2 separate regions of the Sus scrofa genome follow, and region 1 is linked to region 2. Evidence: chromatin contacts called from public Hi-C data. All regions are on one chromosome and are shown on one strand. Each heading gives the region's core, a stretch centred on a gene start, on an enhancer-like site or on the middle of the called end of the contact. The rest is flanking DNA. Distances are from core to core; before and after follow the strand shown. Region 1 overlaps KIF2A (kinesin family member 2A). Region 2 holds the start of KIF2A (kinesin family member 2A).

What was found. A called contact is a pair of places that touch in the nucleus more often than the background predicts.
Region 1: a contact with region 2 is called in a Hi-C map of skeletal muscle, with 1.8 times the contacts expected there. The contact joins the enhancer-like site here to the promoter of KIF2A in region 2. A contact is called at or near these places in 1 of 5 promoter capture datasets (fetal skeletal muscle), 5 of 47 Hi-C or Micro-C datasets (embryonic fibroblasts, fetal heart ventricle, fetal skeletal muscle and 1 more) and 1 of 2 datasets of contacts at active chromatin or transcription factors (skeletal muscle).

Annotation. Positions count from the first base shown.
Region 1 is chr16:41,058,987-41,064,739 of Sscrofa11.1, forward strand. It overlaps KIF2A (kinesin family member 2A), which reads left to right. Exons shown (of 20, transcript NM_001244211.1): 2 at 4,678-4,772; 3 at 5,080-5,199. Among named protein-coding and RNA genes, the nearest start is that of KIF2A, 45 kb to the left of the region's middle. Within about 2 kb of position 1,420, at least 3 of the 83 cell types and tissues checked have an H3K27ac peak or open chromatin away from gene starts, as enhancers often do. A contact at or near this core is called in fetal skeletal muscle and skeletal muscle, where this site is marked.
Region 2 is chr16:41,014,618-41,020,110 of Sscrofa11.1, forward strand. KIF2A (kinesin family member 2A) reads left to right here and starts at 2,366. Exons shown (of 20, transcript NM_001244211.1): 1 at 2,366-2,473. The coding sequence starts at 2,410.

The sequences.
Region 1 (5,753 bases), core at 170-2,669, 43 kb after region 2:
ACACCTTTGTTTAACAAGTGATTACCATTTGACTTTTGAAAAAATAAAACTGTAATTTTTTACAGTAATTAAAAATAAAGTATTTGATTATCTCAACTGAACCATATTATAAAACAAAAACTTTTTTTTATTGCACCCAAGGCATACAAAAGTTGGCCAGTCCTTAGCCACTAGGCCACCAGGGAACTCCAAACAAAAATCTTTAAAGGCATATGGGAAAGATTCGGTCTTAGAAAATTTTTTTGCAACATCTTTTGGTAAAAGTAATAATCCCCCCCCCCATGTTGCATAGATAACTTCAGATATTTCTAGTTATCTGATTCACTGGCAAAAAAGCAAACACTTAAGATTTTATTTGTTCATTCATTTCCAGTCTTTTTATTTCTTATTGCTGGAATTTCACTTTAATTTCTTGTTGGATGAGTAAACTGAACTATACTAGAGATAAGCCAGCATTTTCTCAGTCTTGCCCTACTAAGTCTCAAGAGCTTAGTCTTAACTGGTGAATCAGCTGCTTTTGACTCTGCCAACTTGTAGCTGAAGGCTTTCTGAGTGTTTACATTGGTAATGGAAGTTTTGAAGGTACCAGCTTTGAAAAGACTGCTGATATTATCTCCTTGATTTTCTTTATCTTCCTTGCTCATCAGTCTAGGCTGTTTTTGAAGATTAAAGTCCCTGTGAAATCATGATATATAATGCAGATTTTGTCCCACTGGTCTGCCTCTTTTCACACATCTAGTTATCAATACATTAAGCCACTTCTCCCACCTTAGGAATGTTGGAATATTGTGGTAGATGCTCAATAGTAGGATTGGTAGTATTGGTCCTGCCTTTTGGAACCTGCACATGCTTTTCCCTATTTTCATTATTGTGGTAGTTATTTTGGGAATTACATGGAGACCTCTAAACTCTTCAACAGCATTAACTACAGCCTGTCCCTCTCCTCCTGGAAAGTTATATTTTCTTATGGTGTAGGCTGGTGTTCAAATACATCTTCTTTGGGATCATTTCCTATTGGTGAATTCATATCAATGTACTATATTAAGCCACTTCACCTTTCCCAAAACCTTTGTAGCAATAATTTTCTTATCTCCGCTAGTGGGTATTATTACAGTTGTGAGGCTGCCCTTGGTGGGGGGGGTAGGAAAGATGTCTGCTGGGTCCTAGCCTCACTACTCATGTTACGGAGATAATAAATTAGGGGCTTGATACAAACAATGGTAGCAGCCTCTTAGACTGTGGTGGTGGACAGCAGGGCAACTCATGTCTCTTTGAGGTTCACTCTTCACCTGCATTACCAGTTGAACTCATATCCTGTGGCAGTCATAAAGACATGGCTTAGATTTCCCTTTGAAAAAAAGCTTCGGCTTCAAGAAGTATATTTAGCTGACGGCCTCAGCTGTTAATATCTTCAAGGCTCCTTAGCTTTTGAGCTGAGGCCTTGAATTTCCAGGGCAACATCCTGCCAGTGACTGAGCATGGTGTGAGTTCTGGTGGAGTATTTCTGTTTGGCCCAGCAAGACTCCTCTAATGGTCAGTCTTTTCTCTGGAGCTCCTTGATGGGTTGGCCAAGACTGTCAGATCTGCATCAAGGTCTGAGATTTTCTCTGCCTTATATCCCCTTTCCTTCGTAATCTGCATCATGGTCTGAAAATTTTCCACCACAGTCCTGTTTCCTCCTCCTTTTATCTTTTCACAGTAAGCCTCTTGTCCTCATAACTGTCTCAACCTCTGCTTCCCAGAGGACCCAACTGACATGTACTATTTGTACTAGTTATTTACCTAATAACTAGTACAAATCAAATTTCAGCGAGCATTATCTAATTTCCTTTTTTTAAGCCTCTCCCTTAAATTCTCCCAGTATTTTCCAGCTTATTGTTTCCCTCCATCCCCAACACTTGCCTCTCCTCTGATGTCCATTTACCTGAGTAAATGACACCACTGTTTACTCAGTTGCTTTTACATTTGTGTTTCACATTCGGTCTTTGACCCATTTAGAACTTTTTTTTGGGGGGGTGGAGTATTGAGTGTGATAGAAATTAGTCGAGAAAATGGAGAATTGCCATTGTCAGGGATGAATGGTATCAGAGTGGTATTGAGGGGGCAGATCATGTAGGGCTTTGTTAAAGGTCATTAAAAAGACTGATTTTTACTCTGTGCAAGATAGGGAGCCACTGGAAGTTTTAGAGTAAAGGAGTAATCTCATTTAGTTTTCACTAGGAACGTTTAGGCTTTTCTGTGGAGAATAGGCAATAGGTCAGATAGGGTAGAAGCAGAAAGTAGTTGGGAAATGCAATAATCCATGACCAAAGCATCAGTGGAATTGTTAAGACATGACATATTATCTGGGGATAAAACTCAGCGTCATCATTTTATTTTGTAAAAACCACTGGGAGTTTCTGGTGTACAATGAGGGTTGAAAATCTGTACTACACATTATAAATTGTTACAGAGCTATTTGGAATTTAAGCCACATGGGCTTTCTTCCTCATTAGCTTAATTTAGGAGTGTAGAGAAGCATAGTGATAAAAGCAAGTGCTTTTTACATCAGACTGAGGTTCACATCCATGCTAGTTGTTAGCTATGAAACCATGAACTTCAGTTTTTTCATTTTAACAAAGGAGGTAGAAGTTCCTGTTGTGGTGCAGCAGAAATGTATCCGACTAGTAACTATGAGGTTATGGGTTCCATCCCTGGCCTCGCTAAGTTGGTTAAGGATCTGGCATTGCCATGAGCCATGGTGTAGAAGACACGGCTTGGATCCTGCGTGGCCGTGGCTGTGGTGTAGGCTGGCAGTTGTAGATAGACCCCTAGCCCGGGAACCTCCATATGCTGTGGGTGCGGTCCTAAAAATCAAAAAAAAAAAGAAGAAGAAGAAGAAGGGAGGTGTCTACTCCATAGTTATTGCATAGCTATGTTTGTTATGTTAAATGAGCCAGTCTCTGACATGTATGTACTTAGAAAGTAATAGGTTAAAGAAACACCTGGCCTACAATATTGGTTAAAAAAAAAATTCCATTGATTACTCTTGGTGTTGATGAGGAATAGATGCATTTGTTTGGAATATAAATGGAAAGCGATTTTTCAGAGGTCTATCAAAATTTTAATTTCCTTGACCTGGTCTGCACAGACACCCAGTGCAACATCTTTTAATGGCAAACAGGAACAATTTAAATTATTCTTAGTGAAGGAATAAATTGTGATGCATTCCTTTTATGGAATGTTATGCAGTTATTAAAATTAATAGGTCAGTCTATAAAGCTGTCACGGAAAGATTGCCAGTATATATTTTAGTGATGTTAAAAAAAGCACCAATAGGAGTTCCGGTCGTGGCACAGTGGTTAATGAATCCCACTAGGAACCATGAGGTTGTGGGTTTGATCCCTGGCCTTGCTGAGTGGGTTAAGGATCAGGCGTTGCCGTGAGCTGTGGTGTAGGTTGCAGATGTGGCTCAGATCCTGCATTGCTGTGGCTGTGGTGTAGGCTGGTGGCTACAGCTCCGATTCGACCCCTAGCCTGGGAACCTCCATATGCTGTGGGAAGCAGCCCTAGAAAAGGCAAAAAGACAGGGGGAAAAAAAAAAGCACCAATATATCACTTGAGAGTACATACTTAAATCATTGGTATTTGAACTTTTAACAAAGACTTTGTTTCAAATTTTTATATAAGCCCATATAGAAAAGATATTAGTAATTCCATATATAAATAATACTTAAAATTATTAGTATTCATATTTTCTTTAATGATACTGTATACCTTGTTATTATAGTAACATTTTTTGTTTTATATACTCTATATCTGGGCTTTTTAAAGATAATTAAAGAACTGTGAATTATTCTAAGATAAATTATAGATGCCTCAAGGATGTCATTTAGGAAATATATAAGAAAATTCCATATGTTCAGCATCTTATTAGATAATGTTGAATAAGCAGATATATAACACAGTTTCTCTCTTTACTTGACTAATAATCATATCTGTGAGTAAGATGAAAACAGATGAAATTAGTTTTAAAAATATATATACAAATGTACAGAGTACTTATACTCGTGTGTATGCATCTGTTGATCTGTGTGATGACAAGTACGTGATAACAAATGTGTAATAATAGTTTGTAATAGTGTAAAAAAAAAAATACACCTATCAGTAGGTATTAGGAGTACCCTGGTGGTGCTTAGGTATTCAGCATTGTCACTGCTGTTGCTTGGGTTCTATCCCTGGACTGGGAACTTATGCATGCTGTGGGCATAGCCAAAAAGAAGGCATTAAATAACTTGTGATAAACATGGAATGTTATATAAAAATGTAAAATAATTATTTTAGATCTATAGTCACTAACAGATAAGATCCATAGTAAGAATACTTTCTAACAATTAGAACTCTTTTAACAGTATAAAATTTCAGATATTCCATGCCACTGTAACCATTTATCATGTGTTTTGAAAACTTTCAGTCTAATCCACTTTCTTGAGTTCTTGGTCTTGACAAGCTGCAAGATTTGATTCATGGTCCCATAGACAAAGTTCATTCCCTAATCCTGAGAATCTGTAGAAATCCCTTGTAAGGAAAATAATGTCATAGTCTTTTAAGTTTGTAAATTATAAATTTGTTTTTGACAATATTTAGGAATGCCATAATTCATGGCATTTTAAAAGTATATATTTTATTCCCCCTTAGGCCGAATACATCAAGCAATGGTAACATCTTTAAATGAAGATAATGAAAGTGTAACTGTTGAATGGATAGAAAATGGAGATACAAAAGGCAAAGAGGTATGATAACTGGGTTAAATTTTATTTCTAGTCTTACAATTAAAGATTTTTGAATATGAGACAAAACAGAAAACTATAGAATTTTAATATAATCCATGTATTCCTTGACATTCCTCAAGTGACTAAAAAATTTCACTCAAAGGTAGATTCTCCTGTATATCTTATGTGATTGGTCATGTAATCAAGACCACAAAGTGCTACCTTGTTAAACATTTATTCTTTCTATGTAAATTTATTTGAAAACAGAAAGGTGAGTTGGTCACATACACTCATATATAAAATATTGTGTGCATTTTTTTAAAAACAGATTGACCTGGAGAGTATCTTTTCACTTAACCCTGACCTTGTACCAGATGAAGAAATTGAGCCCAGTCCAGAGACACCCCCACCTCCAACATCCTCAGCTAAAGTAAACAAAATTGTAAAGGTTAGTGGTGCAAATTCAGAGCAGGGTGTGTGTGTGTGGTGTGTGCATGTATATGCATGTATATTCTAGTTTGAAATGGGGCTGAGAAGAGTGTAAGTATTAGCTTGCTTTTTAATTATTATTATTTTTTTCTTTTTACAGCCATACCTACAGCATATGGAGGTTCCCAGGCCAGGGGTCGAATTGGGGTGCACCTGGGACGTCCACCACAGTCACAGCAACACAGGATCTGAGTTGCATCTGCAGTCTGCACCATAGTGTGCGGCAATGCCAGATCCTTAATCCTGAGGATACTTAAACCCTGAGGCCAAGGATTGAACCTGAAACCTCACAGAGAGAACATCAGGTCCTTGACCTGCTGAACTGCAATGAGAACTACTAGTTAATAAACCTTATTGAGGAGTTCCCATTGTGGCTCAGCAGTAATGAACTGGGCTAGTATCCATGAGGATGAGTATTTGATCCCTGACCTTGCTCAGTGGATTAAGTATCCAGCATTGCTCCGAGCTTTGGAGTAGGTCGTAGACGTGGTTTGGATCCCATGCTACTGTGGC
Region 2 (5,493 bases), core at 1,116-3,615:
GCTGTCTTCTCAAATGTGAGGTGATAAGGGCCAGAGCCAAATTCCAATGATTAGAATACTAGGTTATTTTTTATAGGATGGTTTACTTTTTTTTAACTTTATAAATATCAAAACACTATCACATTTTATTATTTCATTTGACTCTCTCAAAAACTTTCTGCAGTTGAGAGAATGGAAGATACTTTCCGAGGCTGCTCAGAGAGGCAACAGACATTTGGAGCCATTCAACAAGTTAATGCATTGAACAAATGTGTGAGTGCCTACTATATGCCAGTCACTGTCCTAGTTAGGGTTATATATCTTGCTAATACCTGAGCCAGAGTCAGAGCTCTTGATCCAGGAAGTAGATGGACACAGAGCCCCATTGCATGTACTTATGGCTGCTTTTTAGGAGGCCTTTGGCACACAAAGCCCAAGATGCAAGTTTTGGAAAATATAAATGCTGGTAGGATATACCAAAAAACATACACCTTTTGGGTATGACCTATAAAGGAAAGGTTCTTGTATTTGACAAGCAGCATGTCTTACTTTTTTTTTTTCTTGAAGCAGGATGATGTGCATATTTTTTAAATACCTTTGAATATGGATTAAAGGTTTAAGACTTAATTATATAACCTACAGGGTGCAAGGTATGTGTCAGCAACCATGATAAAACATTATATTTTATGAAGCAATTTTAAATTTAATAGGTATACATAGCATGATATATTTGCATTCTTTAAAGAATTTGAAAGCAAATAGATGCTTTATACTTGTCAGAGACATAAAAGAATGAGTTCTTTTTTTTTTTTTTTTTTTTTTGTCTTCTGTCCTTTTAGGGCCGCACCAGTGGCATATGGAGGTTCCCAGGCTAGGGGTCTAATCGGAGCTGTAGGCACCGGCCACACCACAGCCACGCCAGATCCGAGCGGCGTCTGCAATCTTTACCACAGCTCACGGCGAGGCCAGATCCTTAACCCACTGAGTGAGGCCAGGGATGGAACCCAAAACCTCATGATTCCTAGTCGGATTCGTTTCCCCTGCGCCACGCCACGACAGGAACCCCAGAGTATGTAACTTGTAACCATTTTTTTTAGGATCTACTTGACTTGATTACCTATGTTATTTTGGAAACTTCTAGGCACATGCATATATCCATATCCACAATTAACACACACAAATAACCAGTTTCCAATTTTTAAATAAAACTGTATGTTTTTAGTTTTTATGTAAAGATTAACAATGACTAGCGAAAGTAGGGCACGGTAAGTGTGTTTCCTCCATATCAAGTCCCAATACTTGAAGCAAAAGTCACACTTTTGGAAGTTTTTACACAGTGTTGTAAACAGTTTCTGTGGTCTGGGTCCACATGGCCTTCCTGCTTGCCAGGATGAAGAATCCTCGTCTCCACATGTTGGTGTAGTCAGACTAATCAAGTAGCTGCAGAAAAGGCACATTCCTCAGTCAACCTTATGTGTCTGCCCTCTGTTCTTGAATCAGTCATTGGTTTTATGGGGCAGGGCAAAGACAAGACACCAGCATCAGATGCATCATAAACGGAATAGTCAAGGTCTCCCCACCACAGCGTTTCTTTTTGAGTGGCGATTAGCTATAAGTCAAGGTCTTGTAAAGCGAATCTTCATTTCGATTTAGGGTGGGTGACACCTCAAAGGCATTTCTTTTCCTCCACAACTGGAAACCTTGGGAAGGTTATTTGGATAGATCACCTCTAAATAGCAATAGAGGTGACACTGTCAGATGAATCACTGAGCCCAAGACGTCAATGGCCGACCCTTAAATTCAAATCCTTCAGCCACGCGCTCCAGCCGGAAAGCCCACGAATCACAGGGTCCTTAATCCATCCCAATAACAGCGAAATTTTTGGACGCCAGAGAGTCGGGATAGCACCCCTGGGCGGGTTCCCGCCCGTCTCTTCCGGGCGGCGCGCTGAAATCAAACCTCGCTTGGAGGCCTTGCCGCGCGCGCTCCGCTCCCCTTGCCTGCCCGGCCTACAGCCCCGCCGCGGAGCTGGGCGGGGCCGCCTCGAGGCAGCAGGGAAAGGCTGGCGGAGGAGGAAGAGACGCGGGAGGCGCGCTCTGCGCAGGCGCGCAGTGCCCCGCCTCCCTAGCGTCGGCTCCCGGGCAGGCAGCGCGGGCCCTCCCACTCTCCCCCGCGCTGCCTCACGGCCCCGGCCCTCGCTTCACCCCGACACCCCGGCGTGCGCGTCCTCTTGCCGGCCTGCAGGCCCAGGGCCTCCGCTTGCCAGCCCGCCGCTTCTCCTCGCGGCCCCGGCTCGCGTTCACGCTGTCGCCCGGGCCGGCGCGGCCGCGGACAACCGCTCCCCCTCCCACACCTACCCCGCCCCCTCCCCGCCTTTTCCGCCCTCCTGTCCCCCTCCCTCGGCCCGCCGCCGCTGCTCCAGATGAGGTGATGGCAACGGCCAACTTCGGCAAGATCCAGATCGGGATTTACGTGGAGATCAAGCGGAGCGATGGTGAGCCTCGCCGCCGCCCCTGCTGGCCGGGCCGGTACTCGGGTGTGCAAGGAGGGGAAGCCGGCGCCGGCCGCCTCATTGATTGCTCCGCCGGGCTGTGGGGGCGGGAAGGCGGCGGCCGCGGCGCTTTTGTGTGTGGCGTGTGTGCGAGTGAGGCCAGTTTGGGGTCCGCCCCGGGTGCCGCTGCGGTGCAGGGGAGAGGAGGGGCCCTGTGGAGGGCTGGGTCGGGGGGGAGGCCGGCAGGGAAGGGCCAGGGTGTAGCGGGCCGCGTCTCTGGGGACTTAAAGCGGGCGCGCCGGAGGATCCGGGCCGGGGGCCTTGCTCTCCCGCGATCTCCATCCTCCCGGGGACTCCAGCCCGGTGGGCGGGGGCAGCGAGCTCCGTTAGGGTTGACCCAGCCTCTCAGATCTCTCGGCCTCTTCATTTTCCGGTCTCATTTCTGAGGGGTGAGGGGTGGGGGGTGGGGAGAGCGTGAAGACCAGAGACTTCGGTTTTTAGGGAACCGACTTGTGGTCCAAGGCCGAGGTGGGGAAGAAAGGCCAACCCCGTTGGTTAAGCTGTCTGGTTGTCAGGTTTCTTCGGCTTTCATTTCTCGAGCATGCCTGTCTTTTTCGCTAGACCCTTCCTTGGAAGAGGGATGCTCAGCCTTGAATGTGGGTGGGGGAGCAATGGGAAGAAGTATTCGATAAGCTTCTCAAAGGTGATGAGACTGAAAGGGAAGGAGGGGGATGAGCCTAGTCAATGCGAGGCACTACTGAGAGGGTGCGAGTGGGCGACCGGATGTTGATCTTTTCACACCCTCTGGAGAGGTAACCGAGAGAAAAAGTGTAAGACGAGGTGAAGACACAAGCTTAATTAAAAAATATTTTTTTAAGTCTTAGGCTTTTATATCTTTCTATGGATTTCTCTTGGGGAAAATGTCACTAGCTTGGGGTGTGGAGTGATACAGCGCCAGCCAGGCTTGGAAATAATTTATATTGTAAAGGAGAAAACGCATGGAGGGGGATGGTCATTTAGCCTACTCAGTAGTAATGTCGCTATCACATCCACACCTTGTTGGTTTCCGTTAGGTTTGACCAAATCATGTGAGGCTAGGTTGACTTTAATGTTTTCCATGTGATATATTGGAAAACCTGTATAGCTAGTGGTTTGTTTGTTTTTTTCCTTTCTCTCTTCGTTATATTTGATGTAGTTTGTTTTAACAATTGGAAGCATTATCTTGTGTGGGAAAGGACTAATTATATCACTTAGAGCTTTAAAAGCTACCAATAACACTAGTGGAAAAGAGGTGTCTCTTACTTGGGATGGGTTTCTTTATATTATTTTCTTCAAATTATTGTCCTTAAGCAGTGTTGTTACTGTCATTTCTTTTTTAGGTAAATGCATGTTCACTGTATACTAGGAAAAGTAGGATTTACATATTTAAAATGGGGGCAATAAAATGTAAGTTCTTTATATTCTAAGCCTTTAACTGTGAATGTAGGTATTATTGTAGAATCTATCAGAAAAAGGTTTCATGAAAGGTATCATGAAAATATAAAATTTGGATAATTATGTATTTTCTAGGCTAACATCTTTTTATTTAAGCATATCGGATTGAAAACAACTTTGGTTCTTTTGGAGTTCTAGGATAGAGACTTTTAATATTCTTTCCGCCTTTGCCTTCTGCCTGTACTAGAAACCCAGACATCAAGAGCTTTGGTTCTTACATAAGAGATAGTAACCTAAAATCACATTTCAAAGAAGTTTGCCCTTGAGAAATAATGGCAGTCATTACAGTGTGTATCATCCTAACTTACAGTCCTGTACATATTTATGCTTCTCAGATGCATGGTAGAGTTGAAAGTAAAATATAAGAGAACTTGAAAAGAAGGGAGTGATCGTTTGCATTGAATGGTGGCATTTCACAGTAGAAACTGATGTTGGGAGACTCCCCTTAAACATTCCCTTTTTCACTTTAAAGGAGCTGTTTTGTTCCTCCCATTTCTATAGCATATCTGTTTTGGATTAAAAAACAAACAAACAAAAAAGCGCTAGTAGGCATCCTAACAGAAATAAACTTTGTCTTGGATGAGCACTGATGGAAATCGCTATGAGACAATGGAAATCACATGAGTGAAGAAGAGCTACTCTAGACTGCTATTAACTGGTGACTTGTTTTTCTGAAGGCTTCCTAATGGTGATCTTTGTCCTTGTTTCAGAGCATGCTTTTCCCATCTGTGATGCTCATGTATTAAAAATAATATATTCCAAGGGCAAACAGGTAACTAAAATGGATTTGTTCCTATCCTTCAACACCCTGCTCAAAATGAATCCCAGTAAATCTTCACTGATTGCTAAAACCGAATGGCCACTAAATTCCTAAGTCATTAGGAGACTGATGAGACAGCATATTTCCTTAAGTATTAATATTTGGGTACATTTCTCTTAATACTGTGTTTTCAAACTGCACGGGGAAGGGGGTAGTATGGAGAATGCAGTTGAAGGATGGCATACAACCCACAGCTACTTCAACCAGAACCATTGCACTACGGGATTTTAAATTCCCTGAATACATCTCTGTATCTCATCATCTTTCTAGCAGAGTTCCTTGTATATAGTTTTTGAGTGAATCACTCATTATTGGATTTTGGTTTTCAAACATTATTTTAATTAATGATTAAAATGAAGGGAATCTTATCTGGAAGGGAAACCCTTCCATCTATGCTCATCCTGTGCTGCTGATTCCCTACTCTGTCCTCCTATACCTCATACAGGTTTCTTAGTTTAAGTTCCTCAGAGTTGATTGAAGTTGAGTGATTTGTGAAGGCTTACTGACTTTTTGGTATTTTAAGGTTAGAAGTGACAGAGGTTAAGCATGGACTTTTGAGATTGTTCCTAGCTGCAGGAGATAACCTGCTATGAAACTGGACTAGTTACAGAAAATGAACACTCATGTGTATTTTCTTGCATGTGTCTTCCTATTATCTTTTTGATTCAGTTTCTTTTTGGAATCTAATGACTCCAAAAACAACCATCTT